Linked DNA regions of Mus musculus: region 2 is linked to region 1. The links are chromatin contacts, called in public promoter capture Hi-C maps. All regions are on one chromosome and are shown on one strand. The core of a region is the stretch at or near the end of the contact, and the rest is flanking DNA. Distances in the headings are between cores, read along the strand shown.

Region 1 (4,879 bases), core at 1,666-4,165:
GGAGAAGCATTCCATGGGCACAGAGTTACTGTTTCCATGATGAGAAGTGCTCCAAGTCTGGTGAGGGTGGTGGTTACAAAGTAATTTGAATGTACTTAGCATCACTGAACTGTACCCAAGAAGACTGAGACAATAAATTGTGCCATGTGTGTTTTGTCCAATTTAAAAAAAAAAATATTCAAACCACCAGGTTTTCCACAGTCTTTCACATTCCTTCCACCAAGAGGCAACAACTAAGGATCTCTCTATTCCCACTCCTCAACTGTACGCAGTCCTACTATCTGAATGAACGAACAGGAGGCAAGAAATTTAACTGTGGGACATCCAAGGTGAAATGGGCTCTTCCAGTTTCTCCTGGAAAACTCACTTCAGAGCCTTGGCCCAATGCAACAAAGACTTCCCACAAGGAGAGGCCAGGTGCAGAAGACACAAAGTTTGCAGGGAGCCCAGCAGTTCTAGCCCAGGCTGCTACATTCCTCCACACTCAGTTTTAGACTTATGAGCTAAGAAACCTTTGGGGTCAACTCAGCTCCAGCTACCTTCTAACAGCAACTCAGAAATGCTCTAAGCCAGAACTCCTGGCTGGGGCCACTCATGGCACAGAATAAAGAACAAGATAAGTGATTAATATTGTCATAGCTCTGGCCCATCATGAACGTATCATAGGTTACTTGGACAACACCTATTTATTTCTCATGGTTCCAGAAGCCAGAGCTCACAATTAATTAAGAAGACAGCTGATAAGGCATTTCAGATCACATGGTGGAAAAGGTCTTGTAACTGATTCATGAGGGCTTCCCTCTAATGGCCTGATTATCTCCCACCAGCCTCACCTCTCAGCAACACCCATTAGAGGTTAGGGTTTCAACAGAGCATTTGAGGAGACTACAAACATTCCGTCTCCAGTGTTGTTTTAAGCTACTATTTGAGGGTGAGCAATTTCATGGCCATAACTGGATGAAACACAGAGATACACAGATGTTAGGCAAGTTTGAAGTTTAATGCCCATAGCTGGGATGAAGGGAACCAGGGGGCAAACAGAACATCTGGGCTGGATGTCAAGGTGCTAACAGGAGATCACAAGCACTTGGATGGGAGAGAGGCTGGGAATGCAATTAGACAAAGCTGCACCGTTACATGGGTAGGTAGATGGATTTGGTTAGACACGGGGCTAGAACAGAGCTCACTGCAGCAAACAGCCTGAGAAGATGGCCTGGGCTCTCTGTGAGCCTAACTCAGGGCTAAGAATGACAGGTGACAGGCCAATGTTTAGTTTTTAAAAAAAAAGGAAGAGGAAGAACTTGAGTAACAAGATGAATCCACCCACCACAAAATCCTGCTAAATGCCACTGTATCAAGGGTTAAAAATGTATCTCTGACACATAATTAACATTCTTGGGGTTAGCCAAGTGATCCATCATGATGTTAATGCTTTCTTCTTCATCTTGATTTAAAACAGATTGTGTCGCCAGGGCAAACAGCTGAATCTAAGTTCCCGCCCCCACAGCTGTCCAGCCTCCCACCTGTCCCAGGACCTCCCTAGAATGGAACGCCCTACCCCCCCATCCCCATCCCACACACACATACACACACACACACACCACCCCCACTTCACTGATTTTTGTTTTTTCTGCAAGACTTCAAGCCTCTATGGCTTTCATTAAAATCCAACTCAAACTACTAGCATTCCACCGAAGGTGGAGGCGTACGTATTCGCTAGGAAATAAATGGAAGAGAACAGGGCACTAGCAAAAAACTCTCACTGTAAAGCTAAGTGAATCGGATCCCAGCCAGTTCCCTTCATGCTGCAGGAAACGCTTTCATCCCTCCAGCCTCCAGCCCACGCCATCCACGTCACACTCCAGGCGACAAAATGAAGGAAGGTGACTGCACGGCAGCGTGTTCTGTTCTGTCTGTCTTTCAGCAACTTAGCCTGGCAGGCAAAATTGTTGAAAGTGAGGAACAGAGGCAGAGCTGCATAACTCACGGTGAGTTAAGAGAAGTGGGTGGGGCAGCAGCCTTGGAAAGCATGACCCATCCATCCATAGTCAGTGATAAAAGGTGACATGCTTAAACACATCCCTCAAGGAAAAGGTTGACTTCAATGAAAAGCAAGCAAACACACACCCACACACACACACACACACACCCACACACACACACACACACACCAAACCTGATGAGGATGAGTAGGTGTTTTTCAAAAATCTAACTAACCATACTTTGTTTCACTGGTGCTGGGAAGCTCACACTTTATAGGTGGTTTAAGACTCTTAAATTAGGGCCTGTGAGATAGCTCAGTAGGTAAAGGTGCTTGCTGCCAAGCCTGAGAACCTAAGTTCAATTCCCAGGTCTCACATGGTAGAGAAAGACGGACTTCTGAAATTGATCCTCCATATGCATGGTGAACACACACAAACGCACTACAATAAATAAATGTAGTAAGCATTTATAAACTAATTTTATTATTATATGTAAGTACACTGTAGCTATCTTTAGACACACCAGAAGAGGGTGTCAGATCTCATGACAGATGGTTGTGAGCCACCATGTGGCTGCTGGGATTTGAACTCAAGACCTTCTCTCCAGCCCATGAACTGATTTTAAAAGGCTCTTAAGCCAATCACATTTGTGGATCTCCCCATCCTTACAGCTTGTCTTGTCTCCCTCACTCTCCTTCCATACCTGTCTCCTGCAGTACCACGGCACTTCTGAGAGCCCCTACCCAGCCTTCACATGCTAATCACCCGAGCACTATATCTTATCTTGCACAAAAAAACCTGGGCCGGTCCCTGGCAATTACCACCATTAATCAGAAACTGCTCCCAAGATAAAACCAGATTGCATTAAACATACCAGATGATGAGTCCCTAGCTCACAGGGACTCTGTAGCCTCCTAGCAGCTGCTCCCAGGAGAAGCAGAACGCTGGCCCAGTCCGAAACCACTCGCCCAATTACAGTGGAGGCCAATGACAGGCCAGCATCTTTAAACCACACTAAAAGCTTCAACCTCGGCTTACTCTGGGCCACGCGCCAGAGGGATCGGCTATTATACCGGGCAGCCTGGCCCCTTGCAAATACTGTTTTCCCAAAAGGCTTCAGCTTTCACTGAGCAGCTCCTGCACAACAAAGCCAGTTCAGGGAAATTACCGAGGACAAACTTCCTAAAGAAACAGCGAGTGTAAAACCTTCTCAATAGGCAGGCCCTGTGTCCCTGCACCCTGCTAGAAAACCCTAGGGGAGGGCAAGTTGTTCAAATTAGAAACTAATTTATATCCTTAGCTTATTCTTAGTATGAAATGATTTCAACAGATACGATAGAATAAAAAAAAAAAACAACAACAACAAAAAACAAAACAACAACAACAACACATATACTGAAATTTTTCATCTTTCAGGTCCTTTGACCCCTGAACAGTTCCTTTGGGGGTTATGCGAGTGTCGTTTGTCCTGAATATTCTAGAGCCACACTTTCATGTCAGTAGTACAGTGAAGAAGCTCAACAGATACTGGAATCCAATCCACTTACAAGGGTTCCACAAGCCCGTACCTGTTGCCAGAGGCAAGGTCAGGATTCACACTGCTTTTTAATGAGCCTCTGCCAGTGAGCCTCATGCAGACACTTGTCTGTTAGCAAAGATGCAAATCATACCCACCCAGGCTGAAGGGAAGCAAATCCACTCAGCAGTCAAGATGTGGCAGGTTAGCTCTGTGCCCTAGGTAGGTCTTCAGTGTTGCTTAACGGTCTCAACCAGGCGGATGGCTGGCCGAAGGAATCCCATCAACACAGGAATCCCATCAACAGAGAAGGCACGAGTTAAGCCTGCTAAACGCTTAACATGGTTGCTGTTTTTGAAAGGTGTAGAGTGTGTGTGTGTGTGTGTGTGTGTGTGAGTGTGCGTGTGCGTGCGCGCGCGTTATATAAATCATGGGTAAGTATGTGTAACATTCTAATAATCCCAGCACTCTCTTGAACTAACATCGGGTAAGTATGGCAAGCATTTTACCAACTACGCTACCATTCCAGCTGCTCTATGAAAGTTGCGCATCTCGCACATTTTATCCCTGGGCTCCTTCAGCAACGTAGCATGTTCCATTTAACTCAGCTCCTTAGGACTGCTTTATACACCAGCTTATGCAAGCACCCTATCACAGAGAGAAGAAGAATGCGGTTTGATAGGGTTTAGAGTCTTATGTCTGCAGCACAGGCAATAATAAACCTATTCATCAAATAAACCCCTTGAGCACTTGAGAACACAAACTAGAGAAGACAGAAAGAAGCCTTCAGGATCGACAGTGGAAGCTGTTCAGGGCAAGCTCACCCACCTGAGGACTGTTCCACTTTATCGCAAGGCAGTGTCCACAAATACTGACCACAAAACCACAAGGTAACTGGTGGCTTTACATTTTCTTGACATGCTGGCTTTATAAAACTTTATAATATCGAGGGTGTTAAAATATCAAATTTATTCAAATACAATAAGAGTCTGACTTAATTCTTTTTTTTCTGAGAGATCTAGTTAGGGCAACAGCCAAGAATCAGGTACAGCTCCACTCCCCCATTACACCTTACCTCCACCTGGCTCCTCTCTAACACCAGCAGAGTCACCTGTTAGGAAGCAGATGCAAGTCTGTGGCGCACCTGTTAAATACCTCTCACAGTTTGCTGCTGCCCCAGACCAAAGGCCACTCTGGATTTTCTGTTCCAAGTATGGTATAGCAGATCTAGGTCCTGACTAGTTATTTGAGCAGTATGCCTGGCATTCCTTCGGTGAAACACCACTGGTCCCACCCCTCCAAGCTCCTCAGGGAATGAGACATGCACAGATGTAGAAAATGCACTGTGGAGCCAGCCTGCAGCCCTCTTCTCAAGAATGGG
Region 2 (5,628 bases), core at 1,564-4,063, 78 kb after region 1:
GTAGTTCAGTCCTAAAGAAACCTCCAGGCTCGACAACCAGCCTGAGTGTCTTCTTCAGGAAAACAGCCTTTCACGTGTTTGCATTAGCAAGGCATCCTTTCACCTGTGTGCCCAGCAAAACATCATTTGGCATAACTAACTTTCCAAAGAACTAGAAGTTTCCACTTCACAGAGGTCTAGGATCAACACCGGAGCTTGTCTTCTGACCTCTGTGTGCATACCATGACATAGATGTGCACATTTCTCATACACATGAGTGCGCACACAAGGAAACAGAAATGTAAAACAACACGTAGTTTGATGCTTAAGATAGAAACATCAAGAGGCCCTGAGCATGGTGATACATGTCTGAAAGGTAGTGAGTTCAAGGACAACCCAGCTACACTGTGAGTTCAAGGCCAGTCTGAGATACACATAGAAATCCCGTTCTCAGGGGCCAGGGAGCTAACTTATGCTTGCCTAGCATATGTGAAGCTCTGGGTTCATCTTTACGATGCCAAACAAGACAGCAAAGAATGTTGGGAAGAGGCTTCCAATAAGACAATAGACATCTCCAGAGTCCCTTCTGTAGGCAGGGCCACACCTTGGAGTCTGGAGTGAGCCTGTTTGCTGCTCGGCCAAGAAAGCCTTAGGAATCTTGTTCAGCTTCTCCAGTTCTATAGATTGGGAAACTAAAAAAAAAAAAAAAAAAAGTGCCTGAAGGTACATTGCCCAATACCATTCACCTGGCCAGACAGAGTACTGCTCAGAACGTGATCTCCAACTCCTGACTGCTCTTATTCCCTTCAGTCCTTGTTTTAGTTTGGTTTCTGTTGCTGTGATAAAACAGTCGTCAAAACCAACTCCCGGAAGAAAGGGTTTATTTGGCTTGACTTCCACATCACAGTTCCTCACCAAGGGAAGTCAGGACAGGAGCTTGAGGCAGGAATTGAAACAGAGGCCATGGAGGAACACTGGGTGCTAGCTTATTTCCCATGGATTGCTCATTTTGCTTGCCTTCTTTTCTCTTTCTTTCTTTCTTTCTTTCTTTCTTTCTTTCTCTCTCTCTCTCTCTCTCTCTCTCTCTCTTTCTTTTCTTTTTTTCTTTTATTGGATATTTTCATTTACATTTCAATATTTACATTTCAAATGTTATCCCCTTTCCAGGTCTCCCCTCTGGAAACCCTCTATCCCATGCCTACTCCCCCTGCCTTATGAAACTGTTTTCCCACCCACCCACTCCTGCCTTCCTCCCTGGAATTTCCCTACACTGGGGCATCGAACCCCCACAGGACCAAGGGCCTCTCCTCCCAGTGATGTCCAACAAGACCACATATGCGGCCAGAGCCATGGGTCCCTCCACGTGTACTCTTTGGTTGGTGGTCCAGTCTCTGGGAGCTCCAGGGGATCTGGCCAGTTGAAACTGTTGCTCCCCTCCATTGGGGATGCAAACCCCCTCAGCTCCTTCAGTCCCTTCTCCAATTTCTCCATCGGGGACCCACACTCAGTCCAATGATTGGCTGTGAGCATCCACCTCTGTGTTTGTCAGGCTCTGGCAGAGCCTCTCAGGAGACAGTTCAGGACTACCTGCCTAGGGGTAGCACAACCCAGGGTCAGCTGGGCCTTCCTACATCGATCATTGAGAAAAATGCCCCTTCAGACATGCCTATATGCCATCTGATAAGGCAGTTTCTCAACTGAAGGTCCCTCTTCAGGTGACTCTAGTTTGTGTCTAGTTGATGAAAACTAACCAGCACCATCCTCTTGGGGGTGGAAGTCATTGCCCGTGCAATTACCTGCCATGCTGAGATTTGCTGCTGCTTCCCTTCAGTTCAGTTCTGTTTTCCTCCCAGTGTGGCGTCACTGGAGAGGTTTGGCCTCGGTGCTGCTAGCTATAGGCTATGGTTCCAGCTGGTCCAAGGGACCTCAGATAGTTTGCCTACTTGACTCTTGACTGTAACTGTATGTCTTGGACAAAGCGAGACCCAAGAGAAGGCTCTGGGTGAGCTAGATCCCACTTCATGTGTTGGCCTTTCTGGACTGGCTTCCTCTAGACCTGTGGTACAGAATATTTCAGCATGGCGAGTCGTTTGAGATTTGAAAAAGAAAAATGTATACCCTCTCCTCATAAAAATTCATCTTTTTAAAAAATTAGGTATTTATTTCATTTATATTTCCAATGCTATCCCAAAAGTCCCCTACACGCTCCCCCACCCACTCCCCCACCCACCCACTCCCACTTCTTGGCCCTGGAGTTCCCCTGTACTGAGGCATATATAAAAATTCATCTTAACTTCTACACAGAGAGCTATGTACAAAAATTTCAAAGGTATTGGAGTTTCTCTGAACCCTCAAGGCTGGTCAGATACTGTCACTGACCACACTGCATACTAAGGTTCTCAAAAACAAACAAAGAAGGAAAAAAAGGGAGGGAGAAAGGAAGGGAGGGAGGGAGGGAGAGAGGGAGGAAAACTTGAAGGCATTCAATTCCATGAGAAAATCTCTGAAAATATTATATACAGCAAGTTTTGACTCTTTGGGCCTCTCTGACACTGGATTATCACACAGAGGGAACAGTAGCAGCCAGATCTCATCTCAGCCCTCACATCCGTGGGGTGAGTGTGGATAGAACGTGAATGTGTGGAAGGAAACCACAGGCTCTGACTTCCATACTCAGAACCCCTGCTTAGGTTTCTAGGGCCAAACTCCCAAGTGGTTCTCTACCTTGCCTTTCTTAATTACTTGGGAGGTTGGATTATTCATGTGTATTCAAGCTCTTTCCAGTGTCCCTGACATCTGGCTGATGACCCAACACCCTATGTCAACAGCAAGATATGAGTACCCACCCTTTGCTGGAGTACAGAACTCAGCAATCATGAACAGCGTGGCTGCCCAGTGTGTGGCTCATTTCCCAGTGACCCACATGATCTCCTGCCTGAATCTGTGGTAAATGGTAAACAGGTGTTTAGACAGCATTTGAGTCACCTGGAATGTTACCTTTGACAAGAACTAGTGGATGTTTCACACAAAGGCAGAGATCTTTTCTGATTAAATACCTCATATTCACCTTCATGGTAAAAATCTCATGAGTCGAGAGCGTCTCTGGCACCTTTGTTGACTGATTTACCCAGATTTCCGTCCAGCACTATCTCCATTTTGTTTAAACAGTGATTGCACAAGGGAAAGAAAACTGCATGGTTAGCACTTTCAGCCACAATTTTCTGTTTTCGTGCTTCATATGGGGAACGTGATCATATGGGGAATGTGATTCTGTAGATTACCTTGTGTGCTGACGGGAGACAGGGAGCGAAGAGCAGGAAGGGGAAGAGGTGAGACCAAAAGAAGTGAAATTCCCACAGTGGAGTGCAGACTCATGGTGCAAAACGAGAGAACCACACAGATTTCAGTTCCTTGAGACTCCTTGGGTTGTAGTGCATGCACTGGCCATTTCAAATTGCCTGTGCCTTTTCCTACACACACACAAAAATTAGATCCAGATGGCTGAGTTAACCAATAGCTTTTTTTCAGGCGGGGCCTTTTTGTGGCTCTGAGGTAGAGTGTGTGAGGCCCTGGGTTCAACCCTGGGCACTTTAAAACCTACGGGATAAGGAGTGGGTTGGGAGGTAGGCTCTCCCAAAAGGAGGCCAAGCTGATGTTTGTGCCTCCCTTCCAACTTCCTTTTGGCTTGAAAAATAATTTGAATGCAAATGAGAAATATTGGGCTCTTAATAGTTGACTGTTTTCTTAGTCATTAACCATGTGAATTAGGTAGGCAAGCATTCATCAGCCACCTCTCCACATAACCCCAGCAAGTTTAGAGAAAAGCCCACAGGGCTTTCTTTTTTTCTTTTCTTTTTTTTTAATAAAACATGTGTGAATCATGTGACCTGGTGCAGTTACTGAGAATGGTGATGAAAATCTGACTTACAACGCAGCTTTGCAAGTTACAGTTTAGTTTTCTTCCCTTTGGCTTCCCGCTTGGCTCTTCCTCTTCTGAGTAAAAGAAGCTCGACTCCGTAAGCAAGATCAGATAAGCTCGGAAAAATCACACACGCTACAGCTATGTCTAAATTACAGTGCTAGGGCTATTTTTAAATATAAATAAATAGTGTACATATAAATAAAATATAAGATATTAATAAACTATAAACATTTAAAAGTAAAATATAATTACATCACTTCTTTCCTTGCCTTTCATCCCTCCAACCCCTTCCATATACCATGCTCTCCTTTCTCTCTCTCAAATCCATGGCCTTTATTTCTTTAATATATATGTACATGTAAATATTATATACATATGTATATTATTATATATTATATTACATATTGTATACATGTGTATATTGTATATACATGTACATATATGTATATATACAGATACACATATCTGTATGTATATATAGAGAGATATAAATATATATTATATCTGTATGTGTATATGTTTGTGTATATACATATATATATGTGTGTGTGTGTATGTGTGTGTATACACACACACAAATATAAAGCCTGCTTAGCCTGTATAATATTACTTGTATGTATGTGATTTCAGGGTTGACCACTTAGTATTGGATAACCAATTGAAGCCTCTTCCCTGGGGAGGACTATTTTTTCCACTCTTAGTGTCCCTCTGTCATCTGTAGCTTTTTGTCGAGGGGATTTCCCCCTTCCATATTAGTATATCAATTGGTTTCATCTTTGTTCAAGTCTTCTTTAGGAATCCATATTGTTGAAACTTCATGGGTGTAGTTTTCCTGGCTTTTCTGGAAGATCTCACAGCAGACTTTCTGGTCCCCTCTGGCTATCACAATCTTTCTGCCCCTTTTCTGAAATGTTCCTTGAGCCTTAGATAGAGGAGTTGCTTTGTAAAGTTGATTGGTTGTGGTTTTCTGTAATGGTCTCCCTGTTGCAAAGAGAGATCGCCTTGGCAAGGGGTGAGAGCTACACTGTATGTACCAGAATAACTATTTAGAATACAGTTAGGAATTACATTGGTTTAGTAAAGTAGTGGTTGAAAGTTCTCCTCCAAGACCCATGGTATCACTAACCCTGGGTTAGTGGCTAGACTCCCAATACTAGGCATTATTTCCCTCAGTTGAGCAGGCCTTACGTTTAAGTAGAGTCAATGGTTACTGCCAACATACAATGTGTCACTGATGCACCTTGGGCTTATTGTGCCATGCTGGTGGTTGTTCTGATGAAAGTTCTTGAAAAGGCTAAGGTCACAGCAATACTACTGTGCGTTGTATCCACAGAACCAATGTATTATTTAAAAAGTACATCCTCTTTCTGCCTGTCAGCTATGTTGCTGTGGCCATGGCATTTATTCTCTCTAGAATTCAATTCCCACATGGTTGCATTGATGCAATGGTCACATTGGAAAAGGAATTGACAGCCCAACCAACAATCTCAAACACCACTGTCCATGGGCAATGCAGCTGCTCATAGCATAGCCAGAATTCTCGTGGTGCTTGATAAGTCAGCATCTTAGATATCTATGTCATGAAGAAGGAACTGTGATGGTAGATAATAGTACTGCTTCTGGTTTCTGTGACTCAAAATGCATTCAGTCAAAAGTCAGTTTTGTTTATTTTTTTAATTTTTTAATTTCTTTTTTTTTTTTTTTTTTTTTTTTTTTGGTTTTTTGAG

The links. Capture Hi-C pulls out chosen DNA fragments and counts their contacts.
Region 2: a contact with region 1 is called in a promoter capture Hi-C map of pancreatic islet. The contact joins two enhancer-like sites. A contact is called at or near these places in 2 of 484 Hi-C or Micro-C datasets (B cells and bone marrow-derived macrophages), 3 of 115 datasets of contacts at active chromatin or transcription factors (the HPC-7 cell line, embryonic stem cells and pancreatic cancer cells) and 3 of 9 other capture datasets (adipose tissue, liver and pancreatic islet).

Annotation. Positions count from the first base shown.
Region 1 is chr14:74,881,501-74,886,379 of GRCm38.p6, forward strand. The region is part of intron 1 of Lrch1 (leucine-rich repeats and calponin homology (CH) domain containing 1); the gene reads right to left. Among named protein-coding and RNA genes, the nearest start is that of Gm10847, 38 kb to the right of the region's middle. Within about 2 kb of position 2,916, at least 100 of the 459 cell types and tissues checked have an H3K27ac peak or open chromatin away from gene starts, as enhancers often do. A contact at or near this core is called in pancreatic islet, where this site is marked.
Region 2 is chr14:74,960,083-74,965,710 of GRCm38.p6, forward strand. No RefSeq gene overlaps it. Among named protein-coding and RNA genes, the nearest start is that of Gm4278, 12 kb to the right of the region's middle. Within about 2 kb of position 2,814, at least 20 of the 459 cell types and tissues checked have an H3K27ac peak or open chromatin away from gene starts, as enhancers often do. A contact at or near this core is called in pancreatic islet, where this site is marked.